Linked DNA regions of Capra hircus: region 1 is linked to region 2. Evidence: chromatin contacts called from public Hi-C data. All regions are on one chromosome and are shown on one strand. Each heading gives the region's core, a stretch centred on a gene start, on an enhancer-like site or on the middle of the called end of the contact. The rest is flanking DNA. Distances are from core to core; before and after follow the strand shown. Region 1 overlaps PDE7A (high affinity cAMP-specific 3',5'-cyclic phosphodiesterase 7A). Region 2 holds the start of RRS1 (ribosome biogenesis regulatory protein homolog).

The links. A called contact is a pair of places that touch in the nucleus more often than the background predicts.
Region 1: a contact with region 2 is called in a Hi-C map of blood, with 6 times the contacts expected there. The contact joins the enhancer-like site here to the promoter of RRS1 in region 2. A contact is called at or near these places in 2 of 5 Hi-C or Micro-C datasets (both in blood).

What each region holds. Positions count from the first base shown.
Region 1 is chr14:51,970,696-51,976,875 of ARS1.2, reverse strand. All of the region lies in intron 3 of PDE7A (high affinity cAMP-specific 3',5'-cyclic phosphodiesterase 7A), which reads right to left. Among named protein-coding and RNA genes, the nearest start is that of PDE7A, 76 kb to the right of the region's middle. Within about 2 kb of position 2,820, at least 3 of the 5 cell types and tissues checked have an H3K27ac peak or open chromatin away from gene starts, as enhancers often do.
Region 2 is chr14:51,423,133-51,429,375 of ARS1.2, reverse strand. RRS1 (ribosome biogenesis regulatory protein homolog) reads left to right here and starts at 3,772. Exons shown (of 1, transcript XM_018058453.1): 1 at 3,772-5,624. The coding sequence starts at 3,872. The coding sequence ends at 4,969.

The DNA of each region.
Region 1 (6,180 bases), core at 1,571-4,070, 550 kb before region 2:
TCTTCAAGTTTGCTGATTTATTCTTCTGCTCACTCAAATCTGCTGCTAAATCCCTCTAGTGAATTTCTCATTTCAGTTATCATACTTATCAGCTCCAGAACTGGTTGGGTTCTTTTTTATAATTCCTATTTACTGAGATTAGGATTTTGTTCACACAGCGCCTTCCTGATTTCCTCTCATTCTCGCCCTTGGTTTGCTTTAGCTCATTGAGCATTAAAGACAGTTGAGTTAACCTCTTTGATTAGCAGTTCCCATGTGTGGGCTTCCTCAGGGTGGCTGCTGTGATGTTCTTTAGTCATATGTAAGAGTCATAGTTTCCAACTTCTCTTTATGTTCTATAGTTTTTCACCGAGAACTGGACATGGTGCGAATTATACTTGGGGAACTGGAAATCTAATCTCTCACTCTTCCAGGACTGTTTATTTTTACTTGTTGTGGGCTGAAGCCAACTGTTTTGTGATTTTTCCAAACTGGCCTTTGCATATCTATTTGACTTTGTTTACTCCTTGTTGTGTGTGGTCACTGAAGCTCCTATTACAGTATCGCTGAAGTCAGTTGGTGACCCAACACAGATTTCCTTAAATGTCTGGTTCCAAAGGCCAGGGGGTGGGAGCAGTACCGATTCCTTAACTCTCCTGGTAGATGCTGCTGGCCGAAGCCTCTGCAGCTGAAAAGGGGTGAACCCCAGGCAAACATCAGTGCCCATGCCTCGGAATCTGCCAGACTGACTTAAAGGCCCAACTCCAAATTTCTGGAGGATTAGATCCCCACTGCCCACCCTGGCTTCACCAAGCCATGACCGGAACAGCATTCCCATAGGCGGAGGGGCCGAGGGGTGAGTGACGATCACGGATCTGTGGCCCAACACACTGCCCAACCGCTGAAGAGCAGTGTCCAGCCAGCGCCTGGAGTCCTGAAATAGTGAATTCTGCCCATCCCCCGCTTTAAAGTGGTTGTTTTGATGGAGAGATCAACCCCTGGAGCTTCCTACCCTGTTATTTTGAGGCACACCGTCACTTTCTTTTAAAAGGTATGTTTTTCCTGGTCCCTTCTGGGAGGAGCTACCCTAAGCCTTCTCCTCTCCTCAACCTGGTTTGGAGAATGGGGACAAGCTGCACGGGAAGGCTTAGCGGCCCAGAAACAACAGCTATCAATAGTCTGGCCCTCAGCATAGTTCTCAATAAACTCTTTCCTATACACACGTACACATCAAGTTTCTCTTTCATCCCACATAGCTCACAGTCTCTTTACCTTACAAATTCATGAATATCTATTCAAGTCAGTGAATGGAACTTACATGTGCCATTTTTACTAGCCAAATATAAAGTATGGAAGTCATCATCATTTACTAAATCTTTTCGCTGTTCCTAACTTTCACATTTCTTACCAGCAATTCTGTAATAACCATTCTTGTGACTAAATCTTGGCACCCACCCTGATTCCCTTAGAACAAACCCTCAGAAGGAGAATAAGCACACAGGAGCACAGTTCAGTGGAGAACAGGTTTTCTAAAAGAAAATGACAAGAGACATTTCCAGAACTGTCCTAGGATAGCTTCCAAAGGATGATGGAATAAAAGGGAATCAGTAACTGTAAATCAAGGATGAAGCATGATGAGATCATTTTAAGGTGGAAAATTTTTGTTTCTTCAGGTTTGCTTCGCCCACCCTATCCTTCCTCCACACACAGATACACACTGATTCCCTATAATAAGTAAGAATAAAGTTTCTATATTGAAACAGGCAAGTAGAGGCCACTATGGAGAAGATACCAAGTTGAATGAGCAGCATCATTTAGGAATGGAAAAATAGAGGACACATGGGGAACTGCGGACAAGAAAGAGTGATCAGGGATTTCCCTGGTGGTCCAGTGATTAAGACTGCACGCTCCCAATGCAGGGGTCACGGGTTCAATCCCTGGCCAGGGAACTAAGATCCTGCATGCCACATGTGCGGCGTGGGCAAAAACAAATGCAGAAGAAAAACTATATATACATTATTATATATATTATACGTGTATATATATATATATTATACGTGTATATATATATATATTTTAAAGAAGGGTGATCATGAGAACTTAACTAGTACTTCCATTCAGACAATTACTAAAAAAGCTCACCCCACACACACCACATTACATAAAATCTGACCCTATTGCCAATATTCTCATGAACTTATTTTGTGACATGAGACATGCTATTATTTATTTCACAGCATAACAGACAACAGATTAAAGGTGTCTTTGTTAAAGCCCAGCTTCCACCAGGCTAGGACTATTTAAGTCCTAGGCTTGTTCTAGTTTACATGGTTACCTACATTCCAGTCCAGCTTAGAAAGCCGACAGGGCTCAGTGACTTAATCAAGTTACTATTAAGAACTCTTGGCGCTGCTGGTTCTCTTTTAAAATATCACATTACCTCACTGTGTGACCACAAACAAACTAATCAACCTTCACCCAAACTAAATGAGCCTTGTTACTTAATGATCATGGGAGTTACTTCCAGTCACCCACCCTTGGCTTCTCGGAGCCAGCAATGAAACATGGGATAGCAGTAAATTTAGAAGCCGTGTTTTTCTCTTGCTTTTCTCCTTCAGACTAGAAAGTGGACTGAAAAAAGAAATCTAGGCAATAGGTTAGCGAAACAGACAGGCTGGAAATCGACATACCTTGAGCAGTATCATGCCCAGGACTCCCAGACCCTCTTCTCTGTCAAACAAACGGCACAGCAGAGCCATCACCGGCAGTTAGTTATTAGACGAAAGAGATTTTTCACAGAAAAAGCATTTGGATTTTGAGACTTTATCACTACCTGCTTTAATCGTCCACAAGAGGGCGCCCTGCGGTCACTATTATCTGCTACCTTAACACCATGACAATCATTTAGATGCATGTTAGCATGAGTTCCCCTTGGAGATTTTTAAAAAAATAATTTTTTTTTTTTTTTAAATTCAGTGCTGCAAGGTTTTAACTCTAGACTAAAGCAAGGTCATACTGAATGATAAATGAGTAAAAAAAAATAAGACATTCTATGTTCTAATCTCTCTTTAATTTTCCTTAAAAAAGAATAGGAGCCATATCAGGAAGCCTACTGCTCAATACTGAATAAATACATTTAGTTACATCTAAATTCAAGTTTTCTTGGAAGAATTTTTACATGCAGCATGCATGGATAAAGGGGGAAAGCAGAGGTGCTGACAGCGATGGTCTTTAAGGAGTACCCTATACTGCTACTGAGCGGCAGTGCAGCAAGGCGAATAAACACACGAGCTCTGGAGTCATACACCTGGGTTTGAATCCCAAGGCTGCCGCTTCTACTAGTTTTGTGACATCAGGAATGTCATGTAAGTTACCGAACTGAGTTTAATTACAAATGATGGAAGAGCCATCTTTGCAAGTCGAACAAATACTGGTTAAAAGAAGAGAAACTATATTTGTAATTTCAAATGTAATTTCAAATTTCCTATTTCCCTGTAAATAGGAAAGTAACGACCAGGCAGTACAGTATGAAAGAGTAAGATAAACAATATAGCAACAACAAAGTCCTTGTTTAGTCATTAAGTCGTGTCTGACTCTTTGGAACTCCATGGACTGCAGCAAAGCCAGGCTTCCTTGTCATAGCTGAGGGAAACGCCATGCGACAACTTCCATTCTTAAAGGAAGAAGCGGTAAAAAGGGTATGAGTTTGCGTGGGAGTTACTGTATACTTAAGACTTAGATAATCCAAGACAATAAAATCAGTATGACATAAGCTTTTAAGCTCAAAATAAACACAGAAACAGATGTTCTTTCTGTTCATATCACTAAGTATCAAAAAAGTACCTAAGTCTAACAGGGCCCTGTTAGGAAGATAAAAAACAACCCAAGTGCACATGAGGCTCTAAGGCAAAATTTAAGGAGAGTTTTGTCTGTTGTCACTGTAGGTCATCATGATAAAGACAACATGGGACATCTGATTCGACGTAAGGGCACTGGCCCGCCTGAATTAGGTTTACGGCTAATACAGATCATACTTAGAGAAATCAAGTGGGACCTTATAAAGTCTAACTGGGAGAAGATATCCAGTTTAGTCAACTTGATGCAACAATAATATATTCAATCTTTATAATGAAGCGTAAAGAAGACTGAGCACCAAAGAACTGATGCTTTCAAACTGTGGTGCTGGAGAAGACTCTTGAGAGTCCCTTGGACTGCAAGGACATCAAACCAGTCAATCCTAAAGGAAATCAACCCTCAATGTTCACTGGAAGGACTGATGCTGAAGCTGGAGCTCTAATACTTTGGCCACCTGATGCAAAGAGCCGACTCATTGGGAAAGACCCTGATGCTGGGAAAGACTGAGGGCGGAAGGAGAAGGGGATGACAGAGGATGAGATGGCTGGATGGCATCATTGACTCAGTGGACATGAGTTTGAGCAAACTCTGTGAGAAAAACGAAGGGAAGCCTGGTATGTTGCAGTCCGTGAGGTCGCAGAGTTGGACATGACTGAAAAACCAAAATGAGGCATAGGCTGCCAAAAACCAGAAACAAAAAGATGAGTAAGGCTAAAAGCCTTTGAGGCTAAGATGTAGATACCTTGAAAGGTTCCCTTGGTATCGGGTGGAATAAAGTGCAAAGTGAACATAAAGGCTCAAGATAATGGGCAAAACACATTTACATAGAATGGAACATTACCATGTGTCAGGAGTTAAAAGAAAACAGAAAACTGCATTCCTGCGGACGTGAAAGAAACAGACTGCTTATATTACATCTTGCCCAATGTTGGCAGAGACACCAGGGCTTCCAGTCTGGATGACGTCAATGAGCTTTGGTGAATTCCATGAAAAGAGGGAACTGTCAAGCTGATAGCCTCGGTTACTATTTAATAATCATGTCAGAATCTTTCAAAGGAAGATCTTACATTTTCTAAGCGTACATGTGGAGCAGAATTATAGTAATTCTTTTATGTTTAAAGAGATTAGAATTTGTTACTACAGAAGCTAAAGAGAATGTGTAACTAAAAGAATAATTTATTAAATGTAGGGACATTAAATTTAGAGCAAACATAAATTTTGAAAAAATTCAATATGGAATCCATTAAGTCCAACAGTTAGAACTGGACATGGAACAACAGACTGGTTCCAAATAGGAAAAGGAGTACGTCAAGGCTGTATACTGTCACCCTGCTTATTTAACTTATACGCAGAGTACATCATGAGAAACGCTGGGCTGGAAGAGCACAAGCTGGAATCAACATTGCCAGGAGAAATATCAATAATCTCAGATATGCAGATGACACCACCCTTATGGCAGCAAGTGAAGAGGAACTAAAAAGCCTCTTGATGAAAGTGAAAGAGGAGAGTGAGAAAGTTGGCTTAAAGCTCAACATTGAGAAAACGAAGATCATGGCATCTGGTCCCATCACTTCATGGCAAATAGATGGGGAAACAGTGGAAACCGTGTCAGACTTTATTTTATGGGGCTCCAAAATCACTGCAGATGGTGACTGCAGCCATGAAATTAAAAGATGCTTACTCCTTGGAAGGAAAGTTATGACCAACCTAGATAGCATGTTGAAAAGCAGAGACATTACTTTGCCAACAAAGGTCCGTCTAGTCAAGGCTATGGTTTTTCCAGTGGTCATGTATGGATGTGAGAGTTGGACTGTGAAGAAAGCTGAGTGCCAAAGAACTGATGCTTCTGAACTGTGGTGTTGGAGAAAACTCTTGAGAGTCCTTTGGACTGCAAGGAGGTCCAACCAGTCCATCCTAAAGGAAATCAGTCCTGGGTGTTCACTGGAAGGACTGATGCTAAAGCTGAAAGAAACTCCAATACTTTGGCCACCTCATGCGAAGAGTTGACTCATTGGAAAAGACCCTGATGCTGGGAGGGATTGGGGGTAGGAGGAGAAGGGGACGACAGAGGATGAGATGGCTGGATGGCATCATCGACTCAATGGACCTGAGTTTGAGTAGACTCCGGGAGCTGGTGATGGACAGGGAGGCCTGGCGTGCTGTGATGCATGGGGTCGCAAAGAGTTGGACACGACTGAGTGACTGAACTGAAGTCCAACTAATTTAGGAGTCCAAAATATTATAATTCAAGAGACCAGGTGTATGGTCAATTGGACACAGAAAAGTATTTGTAAGAATATTTGGGGCTCTTAATCCAGCCTACAGAAAGCTGGTCACTAAAGCCAA
Region 2 (6,243 bases), core at 2,523-5,022:
TCTTCACTTCTGATCTGTCACTGCCCCCTGCTGGTTATGTGCGAAAGCCAGAGCAGAGAGCAAAGTGGAGAAAGTATCTGGAGAAATAGAAGAGTTCCAGTCTAGGGTAAGGTCGTGAGGATGAGAAAGGAATAACACAGAGACAAAGTTTAATAGGCTGACTGGATTCATTTATTTATTTCTTTTTATTTTTTGGCTGTGGTGGGTCCTCATTGCTGTGCTTAGGCTTCTCCCACTGCAGAGAGTGAGGGCTGCTCTTCTTGCCAGTCCTCAAGTTTCTCATTCGAGTGGCTTCTCTTGTTGCAGAGCACGGGTTCCAGTTGCAGCTCACAGGCTCTAGAGCTTGGGCCCAGCAGCTGTGGCACACGGGCTTAGTTCCTCTGCCGCATGTGGGATCTTCCCTGACCAAGGATCGAATCTGTGTCCCTTGCATTGCAAGACAGATTCTTGACCACTGGACCACCAGGGAAGCCCAACAGACTGGCTGAATTTAGAGACGGGAAGAGAAAGGCCAAGGATGATATCATAGTTTCAAGCCTTACTAGACTAGAATAGATGATTACATTACTGAGCCTGGTTTTACTCATTGTTGCATTTGCAAAGCCCAGAACAGTGTTTTGGCCATAAAAAACCTTCTATAAACATTTGTTGGAGGGGGAAAAAAAGGTAGTTGGATGGATGATGGAAGCACATTTTCAGGAAGATGATGGGTTATGTAGTCTTAGACATACTGAATTTAGAGTATGGTGGAAGGGCCCAGCAGGTGATCAGAGATTAGAATCTAGAGCTCTGAGAAGGAAAGAGGAAAAGATGTGCCTCTAAGAATCATCTGCACAGATTTCGGAGAATGGCATTGAAACTCGTATACTATCATGTAAGAAAAAAAAAAAAAAGAATCATCTGCACAGCAGTAGCGGCTGACACAATGAGAGTGGATGAAATGGCACTGAGAGTAGGTATACAGAGAAAAGAAGAGGGGTCTGATGACCGAACTTGGGATCTAGCTGCATTACGGGACAAAGAAGCAAAGACAAAGCGGAAAACCAGTAAGAGGAAAAGACAGTATGTACAACCCTTCACCATACTATTATAGCATAGTCACGTGTATCTGCACATCCCTGGCAGGTGCTCTCTTTCTCAACACTGCGTAGTCTTGCCCAGTGTAAACATGATCCAAATGCAAGCTGCCTCAATAAGATTAATATTTCTTAAAGCTCCAAATCCTGGTCTTACTAGTTTTGCTTACCTTGACTAGAACAGCCAACATTAATCCTTTTTTAATTTAGAAACTAGGCTTATTCTTTCACCTGTTATGTATCCAGTGCTAGGCTCAGCAAAGTGAAAGTAAAAATCAGTTTCCATTCATCAAGGAAATTAAAATTCACTTGGATTATAAAGAAACATAAAACAATTCAAGTTCAATGAAGAGTTGACCTATATGATTCAAACCAAATAGCATTTCATCCAGTGAGAATTCATACCATTCAACGTCTATCTACACCTGCTCTTTTTTTCCCTAACTCAAAAGACTGACAAAAGAGCTCAATTCTACATAGCTGTACTTCTTGTTAAAGGCTTAATCATGCCATATTGTAAATTTCTCTTAACCTTTCTTTCTTCTCCACTGTTCCATAAAGTCTCAGTAATCTTTGCATCTAGTGCCTCAAACATGGTAGTCATTCAAATGTTTGTTAAATGAATGAATCTAAGCCAAACCCAGAATAGTTATATCAGTGTCCTCAACACTCTCCTATGGCAAACCCCAAGAGCTTTAAGGTCCAAGGAGGTTGCCTAATAAGACCTATGACCTGGCCTCAGCCCCATGGGATGATTGGTATTAAGGTGTTGAGTGTTAAGGCAAACACTCAGAAAATCCCCAGCAAATCCTAAAATGCTTTTTAAAAAGAGGAAGAAAGAATATTAGAGTCAAATTCCTGAGGCATAAATTGCAGTCAAGAAATGTTTGCTGAGTGAATGAACAGAGCAGAGCTGAGAAAAGTCAATCAGCTCAAGAAGAGCCCAAACTTAGGGAGCAAGTGTGACAGGTGTGTGTCTAAAGCCCTCTTTAGCAGACACTCAAGTGAATCTATCTCCTAATTGCTATAATGTCCATTTCTATGGGTTAATTCTTCAGCTAACCCCTTCTTCACTACTCCCAGTGAAGTGAAAGTCACTCAGTCATGTCCAACTCTTTGCAACTCCATGGACTATACAGTCTGTGGAATTCTTTAGGCAAGAATACTGGAGTGGGTTGCCATTCCCCTCTCCAGGGGATCTTGCCAACCCAGGGATTGAACTAGGGTCTGGGTTCACACAACAGGCAGCTTCTTTACCATCTGAGCCTCCGGGGAAGCCATGAAAGTCAAAATGTTAGCTGCTCAGTTGAATCCAATTCTTTGAGACCCCATGGACTGTAGCCTGCTGGGCTTCTCTGTTCATAGAATTCTGGAGATCACTGAGCAACTAACCCCTTTCATTTCCATTAATCATAAAGATATTTTGTTAAAATAAAAGTTCTGAGTCATAACATCTGGGCTAAGGCCAGAGATTCTGCATTTCTAATAAGCTCCCAGATGCTGCTGTACTGCTGGTCAACAGACCACACTTTTTTGAGTATCAAGAGTCTGGAAGACATTGCAGAGAATATGTATGTAGTTTTAGAGCCAGAGTTTAGATTTCTCCTGCTCCCATACTTCCTGGCTGTATAACCTTAGACAAGTGATTTTACTTCTCTGAGCCTGCTTCTGTCACCAGTGGAATATAGTGAATAACAATAGCCAACACTTATTGAATGCTTACAGTGTACCAGGAACTAATGATTCATATTCATCAACTTATGAATAGGACTTAAGTTAAACAACCTGACCAATGTGGGTACAAGAAACCCAGATCTTATTCTAGGTAGCTTGATTCAAGAACCTGGTGTTTAATCACTGTATAAGACTGCCTTTTCAGCAGAGTTCCCAGAGCCATGATGAGAATTAAACAATAACTGGTATTTAGCTCACATTTATTGAGCACTCATATGCTCAAGACTCCAGTGTAAGCTCCCTTGGGAGCATATTAACTCATTTATCTTCACGGCAGACCTGGGAGGTAATATTTGCAATCCCATCTTACAGGTTTAAGAATAGGCACAAACAAGTTACACAGCCGAAGGTCAAACACCAGAGCGGTCAAGGTCGGAATCCAGGCGGTCTAACAGCTGAGCCCCGCGCTCTTCTGCCATCAGCCAGGAGAGGAGGTGGCCCCGGGCTCCGGAGACCAGACTTGAAGTCGCCAGGATGGGGGCACAGCCGCGCCCCTTCAGGGCGGTCTAACCGCCAGACCCGCTCGCTCCCAAAGAAAACCAAGTCTCCGTCTCCACTTAGCTTTCTGTACATCCCCGGGTGAAGTGCCCACACCCGGGGGCACACCATGAACAGGTGTCAGGGCTCTGGTGAAAATGACTGGCTAAACATCTTGAGAACTGACTTTTACACACACTAAAACTAACAGTCGCTCCGAGGAGCCCTTAGTCCGGGGCCCCCAAACTTGCCCAGCTCGCACAGGACCACTCCCTCCCGCTGCTGCATCCTGGGAGCCAAGGTCCCAATCAGGCCTCGGAATTCGTAGATTCGGCTCCGCCTACCTCCGGGCTCCACCCCAAAGGCCGCCTCTAATCTCATCTGCTCTCTAACACTGCCCTCTGCCGGCCGTTCCTCGGGTAGCCCGCTCCTTGAGCCCCTTCCGGGTGCCCCGGAAGCGGAACTTTCTCTTCCGGGTCGAGCGTCCGGGAAGTCGCACGTGTCTGTGGTGCCGCGGCTTTAACCATTGTAGGAGGAGACGTTACTGGAACTGTCTCCCAGAGGTAGCGAGCCGAACCGGAGCCATGGAGGGCCAGAGCGTGGAGGAGCTGCTGGCAAAGGCGGAGCGGGACGAGGCAGAGAAGCTACAGCGCATCACGGTGCAGAAGGAATTGGAGCTGGAGTTCGACCTGGGTAATTTGCTGGCCTCTGACCGGAACCCCCCGACCCGGCTGCGGCACGCGGGACCCACACAGGAGGCCGAGCTGAGGGCCCTGGCGCGGGGCAACACGCAGCTGCTCATCAACCAGCTGTGGCAGCTGCCTACCGAGCGCGTGGAGGAGGCGCTGGTGGCACGGCTGCCGGAACCCAGCACTCGTCTGCCGCGCGAGAAGCCGGTGCCCAGGCCGCGGCCGCTTACTCGCTGGCAGCAGTTTGCGCGCCTCAAGGGTATCCGTCCCAAAAAGAAAACCAATCTGGTGTGGGACGAGGTGAGCGGCCAGTGGCGCCGCCGCTGGGGCTACCAGCGCGCCCGCGACGACACCAAGGAGTGGCTGATCGAGGTGCCGGGCAATGCCGACCCCATGGAGGACCAGTTCGCCAAGCGGATTCAGGCTAAGAAGGAACGGGTGGCCAAGAACGAACTGAACCGGCTGCGTAACCTGGCCCGCGCGCACAAGATGCAGCTGCCCAGCGCGGCCGGCATGCACCCTACTGGACACCAGAGTAAGGAGGAGCTGGGCCGCGCCATGCAGGTGGCCAAGGTCTCCACTGCCTCTGTGGGGCGCTTCCAGGAGCGCCTGCCCAAGGAGAAGGCTCCCAGGGGCTCTGGCAAGAAGAGGAAGTTTCAGCCTCTTTTCGGGGACTTTGCGGCCGAGAGAAAGAGCCAGTTGGAGATGCTGCGAGTGATGAACAGCAAAAAGCCTCAGTTGGACATTACGAGGGCCACCAATAAGCAGATGAGAGAGGAGGACCAGGAGGAGGCGGCTAAGCGGAGGAAAATGAGTCAGAAGGGCAAGAGAAAGGGGGGCCGACAGGGTCCCGGGGGTAAGAGGAAAGGGGGCCCGCCCAGCCAAGGAGGGAAGAGGAAAGGGGGTTTGGGAGGCAAGATGAATTCCGGACCTCCCGGCCTGAGTGGCAAGAGAAAAGGGGGGCAACACCAAGGAGGAAAGAGGAGGAAGTAAATTTCATCCTTGGACCTTCTCGTAAACCAAGAACTGTATCTAAGTTCTAGATACAGTACCCAAATGCACAAGATTTGGCCACTGCCTTCATTGAGCTTGAGGTTAAAGGCCCAGGTTTACCCTCCTCTGAAGATGATATGTAAATGTTGGACTGGACAAATTAATATATTTCCCACAACCAAAACTCTGGCTGGAGATTAAAGGTTGTATTTAAGAACATCTGAATTAGGGAAAGAATCTGTGAAAACTAGGAATGAGTTTTACTTTTAAGCAGCCTTTTTTTTTTTTCTTTCTTTAAACTTTGGATGGGGTTTAAGGGAGAGACTTAATAGCTGGTTTCTGCATTATTTTGATGACAAGTTTGTGTATTTATCAAAGCATGTGGGAACAGAAAGGTTACATTTTAAGTAAAACCAATGACCTGGATACCTGGGTACAGATTATTTTCATTTACTTTCTAGAAAACATAGCAGTTAAATTATGATTTCAGCAAGACCACTTTTATTAGAAAAACTCATCCTGCTTTCGGTGTCAGATATAATACTGAAAGTGTGTCTCTTTCAAAAACAAAATTTGATGCTTTTCAACACTGAAAACATTAATTTACTGTAAATGATAAATTTGGGCTTCACTAAATAATGGTAATAATCCTCAATCTCAGTTTTTTTTTTTTTAATGTTTATTTATTTGGCTGTGCTGGGTCTTAGTTGCAGTATGTGGGATCTAGTTCCCAGACTAGGGATTGAACCCAGGTCCCCTGTATTGGGAGTGTGGAATCCTGGCCACTGGACCACCAGGGAAGTCCTAATCCTAATTTTATACTTAAATCTTTATCAGTATTTATATCCCAGATTTTTTTTTTTAAGCTTCAAGTGGGATCTGTTTGGGGAAGAGAGAAAGAAACCTACAAAATCCTTACTTGCAATATTACTACTATCTTTTGATTCATTTGTCAAATTGACCTGCTGCTGCTGCTAAGTCACTTCAGTCGTGTCCGACTCTGTGCGACCCCATAGACGCAGCCCACTAGGCTTCCCGGTCCCTGGGATTCTCCAGGCAAGAACACTGGAGTGGGTTGCCATTTCCTTCTCCAATGCATGAAAGTGAAAGTGAAGTCGCTCAGTCGTGTGCGACTGTTAGCAACCCCATGGACTGCAGCCCACCAGGCTCCTCCCTCCATGGGATTTTCCAGGCAAGAGTACTGGAGTAGGGTGCCATTGCCTTGAGCTGATCTAATTAGCAGGTGAAACATTTACAGTTATCCTGGATGTCTC